2 separate regions of the Mus musculus genome follow, and region 1 is linked to region 2. Evidence: chromatin contacts called from public Hi-C data. All regions are on one chromosome and are shown on one strand. The core of a region is the stretch at or near the end of the contact, and the rest is flanking DNA. Distances in the headings are between cores, read along the strand shown.

Evidence for each region. A called contact is a pair of places that touch in the nucleus more often than the background predicts.
Region 1: a Hi-C map of bone marrow-derived macrophages shows a contact between it and region 2, with 31 read pairs. The contact joins two enhancer-like sites. A contact is called at or near these places in 2 of 484 Hi-C or Micro-C datasets (bone marrow-derived macrophages and epidermal suprabasal cells) and 1 of 9 other capture datasets (pancreatic islet).

The regions. Positions count from the first base shown.
Region 1 is chr2:160,301,805-160,309,009 of GRCm38.p6, reverse strand. It overlaps Gm46773. Among named protein-coding and RNA genes, the nearest start is that of Gm826, 22 kb to the left of the region's middle. Within about 2 kb of position 4,844, at least 6 of the 459 cell types and tissues checked have an H3K27ac peak or open chromatin away from gene starts, as enhancers often do. A contact at or near this core is called in bone marrow-derived macrophages, where this site is marked.
Region 2 is chr2:160,149,891-160,156,828 of GRCm38.p6, reverse strand. Gm34741 (a long non-coding RNA gene) reads left to right here. Exons shown (of 5, transcript XR_866916.1): 5 at 202-1,603. Among named protein-coding and RNA genes, the nearest start is that of Gm34741, 16 kb to the left of the region's middle. Within about 2 kb of position 4,803, at least 18 of the 459 cell types and tissues checked have an H3K27ac peak or open chromatin away from gene starts, as enhancers often do. A contact at or near this core is called in bone marrow-derived macrophages, where this site is marked.

The sequences.
Region 1 (7,205 bases), core at 3,595-6,094, 150 kb before region 2:
GCCCAGGGCTGTTTCACAGGCTACAGCAGGACTTCGGGAAAGGGCTGGAAAGTAGTGTGAGAATTCTGGGACCTCGGTAGCACTTACTGTTCTCTCTCCTTTATTTCTGCTTCAGTGTTTGCCCCTCTATCCTTCCTCTTCTTCTATCATCCTCTGCTCCCCTGGCCAATGTAGGGTGATTCCATGTTTCCCAAGCTTGTCGCCATTCTAGCGGCCACATTAAAGGGAACTGGAAGATTCCTCTTTCCTGAAAGAGATGTGATTGGCCTGGTTTGAGGTAGGAGTTGACTTCTGATCCAGACAGCTGAGACTGTCTGATAGACATACAGTAAAATGATGTCTGACCCTTGGGAATTGGGCTGCCAGGAAGTGAGAGGTGTTGCCATCATCAACAAGTGGTTATAGACCTAAGGACAAGGCTCCTCCTTGTATCATGTCATATAACAGATGATAGTAACAAGGAAAAGATTTTATTATACATCAGTAGAGAGAAAATGCTAGAATCAGTTTCAGGCACGGGAAGCAAACCTTTTTAGAAGAGATCTGTAAAATGGTGTGCATGTATATAAGGTGATTTTTTAAAATATGCTGCATTTATTCAGAAGACACAGTGAGGTAGGAGAACTGGATGAACTCTGCTTAGTGACTGGGAGGACTACTTTGTGTTTGATAAGGTAGGCCAATAGATTTGGCAAAGAATAAGAAATGGTCCAGGCTGTACACAGGAGAAAAACAAGCGGGAGCATGGAGATATGAGATCCAGAGTTTAAGAACTAAGACCTGAGCCGGGCGTGGTGGCGCACGCCTTTAATCCCAGCACTCGGGAGGCAGAGACAGGCAGATTTCTGAGTTCGAGGCCAGCCTGGTCTACAAAGTGAGTTCCAGGACAGCCAGGGCTATACAGAGAAATCCTGTTTCGAAAAACCAAAAAAAAAAAAAAAAAAAAAAAAAAAAAAAAAAAAAAAAAAAAAGAACTAAGAGAAGGTGTTTCAAGTTTTGCATTTTTCAGTGAGCCATCAAACATGAATCCTGTGCATTGCTTACCTCTGGCATGCTTTCATCCATTGGTGTAGTCAGCTGACATCTGCTTTTGACTGAACCAGGGTTACTGTAGTAAACTTGCTTCTATGGACCTGTGCTATTTTGCAAGAGAAAATAAAGAAAATGTTCTTAGAGCCCCACTAAGCCTCAGTTCTCCTACAAGAAAGTATCATTTTGGGGAAAGAGCAAGGACTTGAAAAGGGTAGAATCTGTTTCTTTGTGGATTTAGAGAGCAGACATGGGTTCTAATCAACCTTAACTCATGCTTGCCTTGATTCCAGTCCACAACATTGTTGGTCTCTGCCAGGCGCTTGCTCTCTCTTAGAAGGCGCAAGAAGAGAATTGGGAGGGTCAGCAGTATTTGAACCCCTCTTCTTGTTGGGACCAGTCAATTCAGTCACTATTCTGGGGTTGGAAATAGACCAAACCAAGCGACTGCTTCCATTTGTTGGTGGTATACAATGTGTATCCCAACAGTTGCTGACTCTCTAGTTTTTGATAGTTCTGATTCTAAGTGTATATCTTCTGGACAGATTGCAATTTGCTCCTTTGGTCAAAATATTGGTATTACCAGAGCAAACGTGATTTCCAGTTAGTAGCCGCCAACCATCTCTCTCTTGGGGAGTTCAGTGCAAGCAGTGAGCTTGCTTATCTGCAAGTCCAGTCCTTCTCATTGGGTATTTTCACTCAAAAATGCTATAAAGATTTATTTGTTTCTATGTGCTTGAGCGTCTGCTCACATATATGGATATGCACATGTGTCCCGGGTATCCATGGAGGCCAGATGAACATGCCAGATCTCCTGGAACTGAAGTTATAATTGGTGGTGAACCACCACGTGGGTTCTGGGACCTGAACTATTCTTTACAAGAACAGCATGTGCCCTCTACCACAGAACTACCTCTTCAGACAGTTAAAGTTTTTAAAAACCATGGTTATTTAAATAGTCAAGCTTTAAAATGCATAAACTTTATTACAAAAAAAGCTTGCAAATAAATAAATAAATAAATAATCCCACCATAGACCAAAATTAAGCAGACTGAAAGTCTGTACTATTCAATAAACTATAGTTAGACTGGGCATTTGGAATGGAAGTTCTAAAGCTTCATATTACATTTTACCTTCAGTATCAAGGACATTTTGTATATGTGTTTACCCATTATCCAGGTTAAAAAAATGACAATTTGGAACTAGAAAAACAATGAATTATATATCCCTCTTCATAAATAGATATCATGCTTGCACATGCCTTGACATGTGTGTGATTGTCACTAGAGTTGGTTCCTTTCTTCTACCATGAATATCCTGAGGATTAGAGTTGGGTCATCAGACTTGGCAGTGAGTCCCTTTACCAGCTGAGCCACCATGTTGGCCCTCATTGAGTGTCTACACTAAGCTCTGTCCTGTGCACTGGGGACACCAGTCATCTAGAGTAGAAAAGCTTATGTTTTTGTAGATTTGTGTGATATTTACTAAATAAATGAATGGCCCAATTGATGACATATGATTGCCAAAGCATGTTTAGGAGCCAAGACTCATCAAAGTTGGATCTCAGAGTACTGGTGCTGGTTAGTTTTTTCCACTTGACACAAACTAGGGTCATGTGGGAAGAGGAACCTAATTGAGAAAATGCCTCTGTCAGATTGGCATATAGACAACTTAGTGGGAGTAATTTTTAAATTAATGATTGATGTGGGAGGGCCCAACCCAATGGGGGCATTGCCGGGAACCCACTGGCCAGGTGGTTCTGGGAGGTATAAGACTGACCATGAGCCTGGAGAACAAGCTAGTAAGCAGTGGTGCTCCATGGCCTCTGCTTCACTTCTGGATACCAGCTTTCTGCCTTTAGTTCTTTCCCTGATCCCCCTTTATGGTGGACTGTGACCTGGGAAACAGAAGGCAAGTAACCCTTTCCTCTCAGCTTGCTTCTGGTCATGGTGTTCACAGTAATGGAAGCCATCACCTGTTTAAATGGTCTCATCACTAAATGCACAGAGACACACACATATTATTAGTAGTTTTTAAGGGTGATTTTCCATCTTTCATAGAAATCCCACAGTCAGCATTTAATTTGTTGCTGGTTAGGGCTGTTGAGCCAGAAGTGGGTGAATAGAGTCAGGTGGCTGGATATTTTCTGGATCTTAGTTAGACTTGGTGATAACAAAGATATGATAACCAGGATTGAAGGAAGACTTTGGAGCTCTGACATCACTACTGCTGAATATTTCTCACCTGGGAACAGAATCCCTCATTTCTGGATAGACTTTGTATTGTAGACACATTGACCATTTATTTCCGAAACAACCACAGAGTGAAGAGATGGTTTATAGAGTGGGAAGGGTATAATTGCCAACTACACATTATTAGGCTATTAATATCTAGAATTAGAAAGAACTTCAGAAATTAAACACCAAAAACTTAAAGTGATCCAACCAGTCAGTGGGTTAGTGAACTGAGCAGGTAGCTCTCAAAGGAAGGAATTCAAATGACCAACAAATATTTAAAAATGCTCAACATCTTTAGCCATGAAAAAATTCAAATAAGAACTGCGTTGTGACTCAGTATCACACTTCAGAATGGCAATCTTCAAGAAAAATAATGACAACTAATGCAAGCAAGGATGTGGGTAGAGAGGGACTTTTATGCAGATGAGAATGTCATTGGTATAGCCCCTATGCAAGTTAGCATGGGGCTTCTTACAAAACCAAAAATAGAACCACTATGACCCAGCTGTTTCACCCCTGGCTGTGCACCCAGAGGACTTTTAGTCAATAAAACAGAGATACTTGCTCATCCTTAGCTCTTACTGCGCCATTCAAGTAGATGTAGAGCCATCCCAGAGGTCCACAGATGAACGAATATCAAATATGTGATGTGTATATACAGTGGAATTTTATTTAGTCAGGTATATAGCAGAAATACAGGATTTACACGGTAGTGGGTAGAATTGAAAATGATGGTGAAGTGAGAAGGGCAGAGATAGAAAAACAAATGTATGTTTTCCTTTCAGATACAGAAATGATTCTTTTTTTTTTTTTTTTTTTTTTTTTGAGACAGGGTTTCTCTGTATAGCCCTGGCTGTCCTGGAACTCACTTTGTAGACCAGGGTGGCCTCGAACTCAGAAATCTGCCTGTCTCTGCTTCCCGAGTGCTGGGATTAAAGGCGTGCTTAAAATTATATATATCTGCATTTGTAAGTGTGTGTGTAGATCATGAGAGGGGAAGGGCGAATCTTAAATGCGGGAGGGAAAGAAAAGGTGGTCGAATTTATTTTATAAAGAGGTAGAAGGTAGGTCTGTTAAGATGAGGGTGAAGAACTTGCTGAGGGGAGCATGGCGCAGGGGGACTGGAAGAGGAGTGAGCAAAGACAGGGTGTGATGATACAGAAAATGCCACAATAAAAGCCCACTGTTCTGTACACAAATCCAGAACATCAATAAGAAAAGAATAATTGGCCCAGAGGAGTCTACCTAGGGAATCGTGGAGGAAGGGTGCCTATGGCAAGAAAGGAAAAGCGGATCACTGTCCATATGCTTGTGGTGGTTGGTTCTGACGTCCAGTTGAGTGGATTTAGAATCATCCAGGTGAGACACCACTAGGCTTTCCTATGAGTGTGTTTTCCACAGAGGTTTAACTGAGGAGGGGCAACTCACCCAGGAAGCAGATGTCACCATCCCATGGGCTGGGGCCTCACAGACTGAATAAAAGCAAAATTAGAATGGAGCCAGTCCAGTACCAGCATTGGCTTCTGTCTGCTTCCTGAGTGGGGACATAGTGGGAGCGGCTGCCTCAGGCTCCCACTTCCACATTTCCTGCCGTGATGGATTGCATCATCCCAACCACATAAACCCTTCTTTCCTTAAGTTGTCTTTGTGAGAGATTTTGCTTCAGCAATGAAAAAAAAAATAAATTCAATGCCTACTAGGTGCTGGTCATTTCTGTGGTGCCACCAGGAAAACAAAACCTCAAGATGGACAGACTGGCATACTGTAAGGCAGGTGTATAATCTGTGAAGTGCTCATTCTGAAAGCTTCTCAAAATTTTAGAGATCTGGAACTTTTTATTATAAAAAATTGATTTTACGTGTGTGTGTGTGTGTGTGTGTGTATTAATTTACACATTCAACAGTCTGGAACTTACATTTTTCAAAGTGATTCTGAATTTTATTAGTCAGAACAAGCACTGTTGCCCCTCCAAACTGAAGACTATTGTTACAGTGTATTTTATATGTGTAATAGTTAAGGCAAGATGACATCATGCAATGATTAATATACTGTGCTATGTCATGGAAGATGTTTGAATTTTATGGTAAAGCACCCATGGGAGTAAAGGAAGATGAAACAAAACTTAACTATTTAGAAGGGAATAAGTTCTTTTTCCAATGGATATTGAAATGAAATAAAATTAAAATTCTACCTTCTATCAACTCCCAAATTAAATTATAAATACATTAAATAGTTAATTTTTAAACACACAAGCACTTCTTGCCTTAGGCAGTTATGATATGTAGAAGTTTTACTTAACACAGTATGGTAAAAAGTTAAAATTGTATTAAAACCCCAGAATAATGTATGATAAATATTTAACTGATTTTCAGATGCTGGCAGACATTCTAAGAGCAGTAGGGGAAAAAAAAACCCTAAAGGATAAGAAAAACATATCTGGTACTAAAAAGGGGGAATTTCTATGTCTTCAAAAATGTTACCAGCAACAGTAAAATAGAAATGTCAGAACTGGAAAAATTATAATAAATATGACAGAAGGTTTGTTATCCTGAATAGATACCAGATCTTTTAAGTCAATGATAGAAAAGAAAGCAAAGAGAAGTGGCTTGAGGGCTCTCACATATACATCCAGTTGAAAGGTGAGGGCAGTAAGTTCATCTAAATGTCACGCCTCATTACTGAAATCTTTACATCAATAACAAAAGGTACGATTTTGTTTTTATGTTTACAAAGTTTAAAAAGTGCCAACCAGGGGGCTGGAGAGAAGGCTCAGTGGTTAGGAGCACTGGATGCTCTTTCAGAGGTCCTGAGTTCAATTCCCAGGTGGCTCACAACCATCTGTAATGGGATCTGATGCCCTCTTCTGGTGTGTACTCATACATAAATACATTTAAAAATATTTTTAAAAAAGAAAAGAAAAAAGAAGAACAAAATCCCCCCCAAAACACCAGCCAAATCTTTTCGGGGATAGTTTTGTTAAATTTGGATTCTTTGGAATTGGGGAGGTGGCTCGGCATCTTGCTGCCTGAGAATGAGCTGAGCTAGGATCTCCAACACCCACATAAAAGCCAGATTGTTGCTGTATGCCGGACATACCTGTGCTGGGGAGATGGAGATGGACAGATCTGGGGCTTCCTGGCCAACCAGTGTAGATGAAAGAGTAAGATCTAGGTTCTGTGAGAGACCTTTCTCAAAGATTTGGAAAGTAATAGAGGATGTATCTTTTTTGGAGAAAGGCTGATTTTTTTGATTGTCTGATGATTTTTATTTGAACAACAGAGAAAGACACCTGATGTTGACCTCTGGCTTCCATATTCCGGGAAAACACACACACACACACACACACACACACACACACACACACACACACACACACACACACACACCAGTGGAATGAGTGTATTTATTTCTGTGGATTGGCTGGGTCTTACAGTAGCTATGCATTAAAATTTTTGAGGAGCTTTGACGCCATTTTCCATCTCCACCTGTGCGGTATGAGTGTTCCAGCTTCCCTGAAGCTCAGCACAGACTTTCACTGCTTCCTGCTTGTTGATAACTAGGCTGTCCTTGTGGTGTCAAGAGGCAGCTTCGTGTGGTTTTGATTTGCATTTCTTTGATGACTAATGCTGTTCCAGATCTCTTCGTGTGTTTATTGGCCACTTGTCTATCTTCCTTGGAGAAAGGCTTATTTTGATGCTTGTTGATTTTTTAATTGTGTTATATAGTCAGTTTATTGTCAGGCGGTAAGACACAATTGCAAGTCCTAGTGTAAGGCCCTTTTCAGACGCATTCTCTGCAAATGCTTTCTTCCGTTTTCTGATTGTCTTTGCACTTTCTTGATAGGATCCTTCTAAGAATACAGGTTTCCAATTTTGGTGAGGAAAATTTATCTTTTCTTTTGTCATTGGGGTTTTAAATGTGAATTCTAAGATGTCATTA
Region 2 (6,938 bases), core at 3,554-6,053:
CGTACTCTGACCCCACTCAAGGGCCCTGGGTTGCCCACTGAATCCTGAAGTGCTTTCCTGCTTAAGTTTGTTTTCTTCTGGCCAAAGAGAGCTACTTCCTTCCAAGAAACAGAGCCAGTGGGTTCCGCTGAGCCCACACTGTGGTTGGGGACACACATTTTGGCATCGGCTCTGTCCTCCCACGGATCTTTGTTTACATAGCTCCTGTTTCTCTGGACTTGAAGACCTTGAGAGGCCCTACCACCACCGTGCCCTAGCACAGTGACCTAGCACAGTAGAGTGTGGCTGCAACTGAGGAGGCCTCGTGTGTGAGACTTTTACTATTCATGTGTTCTTGTTGCCGTATTTGAAGGTTTTTTTTTTTCTTTAACCAATGAAATCTAGGACTCTCTGTAGAGCCTCCTTTGACCAACTGGAGCAATGGCTTTGTGCTCTGGACTCTACCTTATGTGAATTGATCCCCTGAGGACAGGCCTGCTGGCTTTCTACCACTCCCAAACAGTACTGCCACACAGAAGCACATTGTGTGTATTTACTCCACGAACCACTTCACCTGACACACAGACTCTTTGAGCCGGGCACTATTGCTCTCCCCTGTTTACAGATGTGGCCACTGAAGCTCAAAGGAGCAACAACTACCAACCACAACAAACACCCAAACAAGTTGAATCCAGGTCTTGGCTGGTCCTGCACCACATAGTTGTAAAACCTCTTCTATATTGCTGTGAGGTTTTGAACTTCTGGGCCTTAGGAGTCCTTGATCTTCGGAACCAGAGAGCTTATGACTTATGCCACGGTTCCTTTAAGGTTAATGGAAAGAGCTCTCGGCTCATGGAAAACAAACTCCATAATCTGGGTTACTGGGTCATTCCTTCTCCAGCTGGTTCTACTAGCTTTTGGGTTTTCCCTATTGTCTGGCCAAGCCTGGCTCATCTCCACTCAAAGCTGCCTAGGATTCTAAGCTTGAGCTCCTCAGAGTGATACAAATATACCTGAATTGAGAACCAGCTGTATGTGTCTGCAACTGTGCCCACCATAGAAATTTCATTCTCGGGAATCCAAGAGCCGTGTGATGATCAAGATTGGTTCCTGCATTTATTTAACATGGTTTTTGGACGCCTGTGTCATCGGTCCTATGTTGAACTGGAAATATTGAATGGCCTCCAGGGCTTAAAAATCTAGTAAAGGGGACAAACATAAAATCAAATAACCCCCTATAGGATAAATGGATAAAGGAAGCCAGGGTGCTAAGAAGAGAGACACATTGACCATTGCACCTGAAACTGTCCAGCTGCAAAGAGCAAGGGAACTAATTGCCTTACAATACAGACTCATAGATACTAAATATTGGATTTCAGCAAGTCTGGAGGGGCTGTCCAAGGATGAAGATACTTACTCATCTACTCAAGTAATTCTGGGACGGAGCCCTCTGAAAAACTATCTGTAGAAAGAGGTCAGAGAAAATGTTGCAAGGAAAAAAGTCATTATGTTAAAGAATTTTAAGGATTTGTCAGCAGGCAAGAGGATTAAAGGGCTTTTAAAAGTTATAATTTAAAACTTGTTGGTTATGGAAATGATCAAATGTCAAATAAATAAATTAATTAAAAACTTGAAAATGAGACACCCAGGGTTAACCATGGCATTCAGTTTTGTGTGCATTTTGTCAGAAAGTTTTCTGTTAACATCAACTATATATTCCAAATTTCCAGCATGTCAATTCTTCTGTTTCTGAATACACAGTCCATCCATAACTCCTTGGTATTTACAGTGTGACTCATGGCAACACCATTGATGTGGCCTCCGCCGATGCTGGGATGAAATCTGTGATTCCCCCAGGATACCCAAATCATGCCCATTTTGTTCTTTTTGGCTTCAGAGGCTTCTCCCTCCTAATACTAATATTTAAAAACTGATATAGATCTTCACATTTTGATTTTATAAGTAATTTTCATTGAGGAATGTAAACACATATGCACACACCCTAAGTGTATAACTGCTGGTGGATCTTCACAAACTGAACACACTTTTGGAACTAGCGTCCCAAATCAAGGCAATGAACATGACCAGCACCCCACACTCCCTCAGTCCTCATCTCCTCTTTCTAATACTCAGTCATGAGAACAAGAGGCAGAACCAACGCTAGGTCTGAAGTCCCGTACTTGGGGTTCATTTCTTCCCTAAGACTGTTGCCTTACACTTGCTTTTGGTGGCTGCTCCCAGCAGGTCACTTGAGCAGGGCTATGTTTGACAGCATCCCAGGTACCAGGCTTGTGCTTTGTGATAGCCAGACACTGGGTGCCAGGAGACGGGTGGTCCTGAGCACTCCAGAGACTCTCCTATAGTCTGTTCATATTTTGATCTCAGTTCTTAGGACAGGGTTCCTTCACTAATTCCCTGCACAAACACATTCCTGGAAGGTGCACTATGCGGACTCCACTGCACTTGAGGTCTGCTGCCAAGGCTTCTTTTTCCCTCCCTCTCTCTACTCTGACCCGAATCATCTTCTCGGATCGTGGGGAAGAACCTTTCAATATTCTTTGGGGCTAAATTTTTTCTTGAATTATTAGCAGCAATCACCTCTGGTAACCTTTTGCCCTGAGGCCTTTCAATTTTTTTGTAACGTATTATTTTGTATTATGTATGGCTTCTTTTAATTTCAAAAATAACATAGTTTTACGGAAAATATGTGAACCATACAGTCATGTACTATGTAAAAAGTGAAAGCCATTCTTATCGGTTGAGGCTCTCCCTCCCACTAAAGGGTGGGAGGAACCACCCTGAGCAGAAAAGATGAGTGTATCAGATTTCGCTCTTTATTACTGTCTGGATTTTTGCCAAAATTGGGATCATATTATCCTATTTTACAACTTTATCTTGGCTTTAACAACACTGCGCACACATCTTAACAAATCAGTCCCTGCAACACCCCATCACTGTAGCAGCTTCAAAGAACTGTTGTAACGTGCTGGGAATGACTTAGCCGTGCTGGGGTGGGGGTGGAGGTGAGGGTGGGGGTGGGGCATGGACAAGGCACATGGCACTTAAATTATCTCCTAGTTTTGCTATGACAAATGAATCTGCTGTAAGCATGCTTTTCTCTTCTTTTTAGAAACAAGGTCTCATGTGTCTTGGCTGTTCTAGAATCCTCAAAGGAGCCTGGGGGTGACCTTGACCTTCTAATCTTTCCTCCACCTCCCTAGTGCTAAGAGTACAGCTGAGTGCCATCATGGCCAGTTTGGGAGCTGGCATGCTTTATATGTATATATTTGTCCAGACACTTAGATGAGAATGAATCCTGGAGGTTGTCGGACTAGAGGCAAAGAGCATCAGCCTTTTAAATGCTGGTCGGTCACCGCTTACAGTTTGGTTGACAGACTAAGGTGTAGTCTTTTCTAATTTAAACATTGGATACTATTAATCTTCAAAAAACTATTTCACAAGTGGAAAAGAACATTCCATTTTATTCCCCTGAGCATTGATATGTCTTGGCATCCCCGTGTGCTTTCCTTGTGAATGTGAACTGGCCCTTTTAGGCAAAGAGTTGGATGGTGAAGTTGTGGGCCTGGTGTTATGAGGTGGCAGTGGAGGTTTGACAAAGAAGGAGCTGTATGAGACCAATCATTTGGTGAAGGTAACATAAGATCTGCCACCATCAACAATGTCCCCTTCTGCATTTGGCTATCTACATGTTGGAAGTTGTGGCTCTGTTCCTATGACCCCCCAACAAAGTGAGCAGTTAGTTGGACTTTCTCCTCTCCCCTTGCCAATGGCTGGGCCCAGGTTGCTCGCACTGGACTCTACTCTGAGATCATATAACTGATGAGCAAAGTCTGACCAGAGCCATCAATTTATCTGCGTACCCCTTTGGGGAGCTCTGGTTTTGGAGGCTTGTTAGTTAATCTCTTCCTTTGAAGAGCTTGCAGTCACGCTGGGGAGAAGACTTTAGCCATGAAACAGAGAGCTTCTCACTCCATAGCTGCACAAAGACAATACCCATAAATGCTTGTGCCTGAGTGATGTGGTTTGGGCTCATGGGCAAATGCTTGGAGACAGGCATTTCACAGCTCACTAACTATTCTTTCCGGGCTGGTTCCAGTTTGATGTTTCCCACTTCTTAGACATCTACAACTTAATATGATTAAGAGAAGACCATAACCTCAGCTTAGACCTACCAAGGATTACCACACTGGTGCTTGGCACTACCTATTTGGCTCACTTGGCTGAAGCAGGAAGTCAATAGCTAACCATTTTTTTTTTTTTATTATCACTCGGGACCCATGGCTGTATTTAAAAATGGAACAATCTTCTACCTTGCCTTCAAGCTTCCATTCTTGGCCCCTAAAATTAACTTCCATATAGCAGCTGTGTGACAAAAGAAAGCAAGTATAATGTATCATGCCTCTCATGTGCTCGGTCCTTCAATGGCTTCCCATTTCAATGAGAAAAATAACTCAAGCCTCTTGCCCAATAGGCTCTGTTTGATCTGGCCTCTGATAACCTTCCCAACTCCTCTGAGGCAGTCCCCATAGCTTGCTGTTTTCACTTCCCCAAGTAAGCCAGAGTTCTTCCCTGTCCTTAGACTGTTCTTCCTTGTGTCTGAAGGCCCTTCTCCACGTGTTTGGCTCCTGCGTGGGAGCTCCATTCTGCCTTTAGATTTCAACAGAGCATTTCAAGACCACTATAAGAAGGAGATCCTAGCACCCCTTAATCTTAGCTTCATGCTTTCTTTTCATATTGTTTTGTTTTCAGGGTTCCTGAGCTATAGCATGCATGCACTGAAGGATTTTAAGTATGCTAAAATTAGATGCATGACTCAGTGGTTTACACACACACACACACACACACACACACACACACCCTTCTATCAAGTCACCAGATCTTTCATGACATTCGTATGTTTATTGTTACAAAGGTAAGAGGCTTGATAACACTGTCAAGGCAAACAGGGCCTGACTCCTGGGTGGGGGATCCATTCCTACAAGCTTCGTGCAGGCAATTTCACAGCTTAAAAAATGTTTTAGAATGCAGGTTCTGAGTGCAGCGTGAAATACTCCTCCAGGACTTGCTCGGACAGGCACCCTTTACACGCGTGTGGCGGTCACTGTACAGCATCGCAATCACAAACTGGTTTTAGCAGGGCAGTTTTGGAAATGTCCCAGTGGTAGCTCTGTGAAGGTCTAGCTAGAGATGTACATTTAGCCTATGTGGAAAGATGCTTTGACAGATGTTATAGACATTCCCAATCTTAGGGCAAAGTTCTTAAGCTGAAGCAGACAGAAAAAGATCTAGAATGATGTATGAAGGGCATAAGTCTTATTTGTATAAAAGAAGCACAGGTTTACTTAGTCCTACAGCCCTATGTATGGATCCCTTAGAGGGAAACTGAAGTTTATTGCTCTCAGGATGTTCTGGAGGCAAGAAGGAGATGCTTACAATTTTTTTTCAGTTGAATCTATGTCACATGTTGTCCACATAAATAATTAAATACAATAGCCTCTTTAGGCTCTAGAGGGAGTATGCACAAAGAGAACAGGCTCCAACAGGCCAGGCCAGGGCTGTGTAGGTAGCTTGGCCTGACTTGGGCTTCAAAGGCATGGAGGGAACTGGTTGGCTTTGATTTTTTTTTTCAGGGCTCTTTATGAAACTTCTGGGAGAGAGCACCTGTCTGCTTCTGCAGCAGAAACCAATGGATACTGTGTTGTTGGTTCAGGAAAATTCAGACTCAATTCTACCCTAGGACTTGTTCTGTGGGGTAATATATTCCTTCCAATTCATCTCACCTCTTTTTTTTCCACATAGAGGCATAAGCAAATGTGTCATTGAAGAAATGTCCTTTCCTAGCTCTGGTTTCTTCTTCTTCTTCTTCTTCTTCTTCTTCTTCTTCTTCTTCTTCTTCTTCTTCTTCTTCTTCTTCTTCTTCTTCTTCTTCTTCTTCTTCTTCTTCTTCTTCTTCTTCTTCTTCTTCTTCTTCTTCTTCTTCTTCTTCTTCTTCTTCTTTTCTTCTTCTTCTTCTTCTTCTTCTTCTTCTTCTTCTTCTTCTTCTTCTTCTTCTTCTTTTCTTCTTCTTCTTCTTCTTCTTCTTCTTCTTCTTCTTCTTCTTCTTCTTCTTCTTCTTCTTCTTCTTCTTCTTCTCCTTCTCCTTCTCCTTCTCCTTCTCCTTCTCCTTCTCCTTCTCCTTCTCCTTCTCCTTCTCCTTCTCCTTCTCCTTCTCCTTCTCCTTCTCCTTCTCCTTCTCCTCCTCCTCCTTCTCCTTCTCCTTCTCCTTCTCCTTCCTCCTCTTCCTCCTCCTCTTCCTCCTTTTCTTCCTCCTCCTCCTCCTCTTCCTCCTTCTCCCCCTCCTCCTCCTAATAGATAGAGCAGTCCAAGCTGTAGAATAAAAACCTGCTCCAACAAGCAATCAGCTGTCTTTTTCCTCAGGCTTCAGTGATCTTAGTGAGGATCATAGACTTGGGAATGAGCCAGAGATGGGCTTGAGTCATCTGCTCACCACCCCTCAGCTTTGCTTCCACTGACAAGTCAAGTTACTGCATTGTGCCTATGTTTCTGAGCTGGTAAGGTAGCATCAACATACCTCCCTGTTTCCTGAGGTCCTGAGGAACAAGTTACAGTGACTGTCCACCTTATGAAAAGCCAGGGGCCATACAGACAAGGTCACCTATGTGTGTCCTATGGCTGTCATAGCAAACAAGCACAGGCTTGGCATACAATAGTAGCAATTTACTCTCTCTCATAGTTCTGGAGCACGGAAGTGTGGAGTCAAGTTTTGAGCAGAACAGTATTCACTGATGGCCCCAGAAGAAGGTCCATTATTGCTTCTTGTAGTCTCAAGGGATTGTCTACATCTCTCATGGGCTGTATCACTCCAAACTGCCTGTTTCCACACGGCCTTTATTTATTTCTGAGTCTCTCCTCTGGAGGTATTTTGTGATGTTAGACTC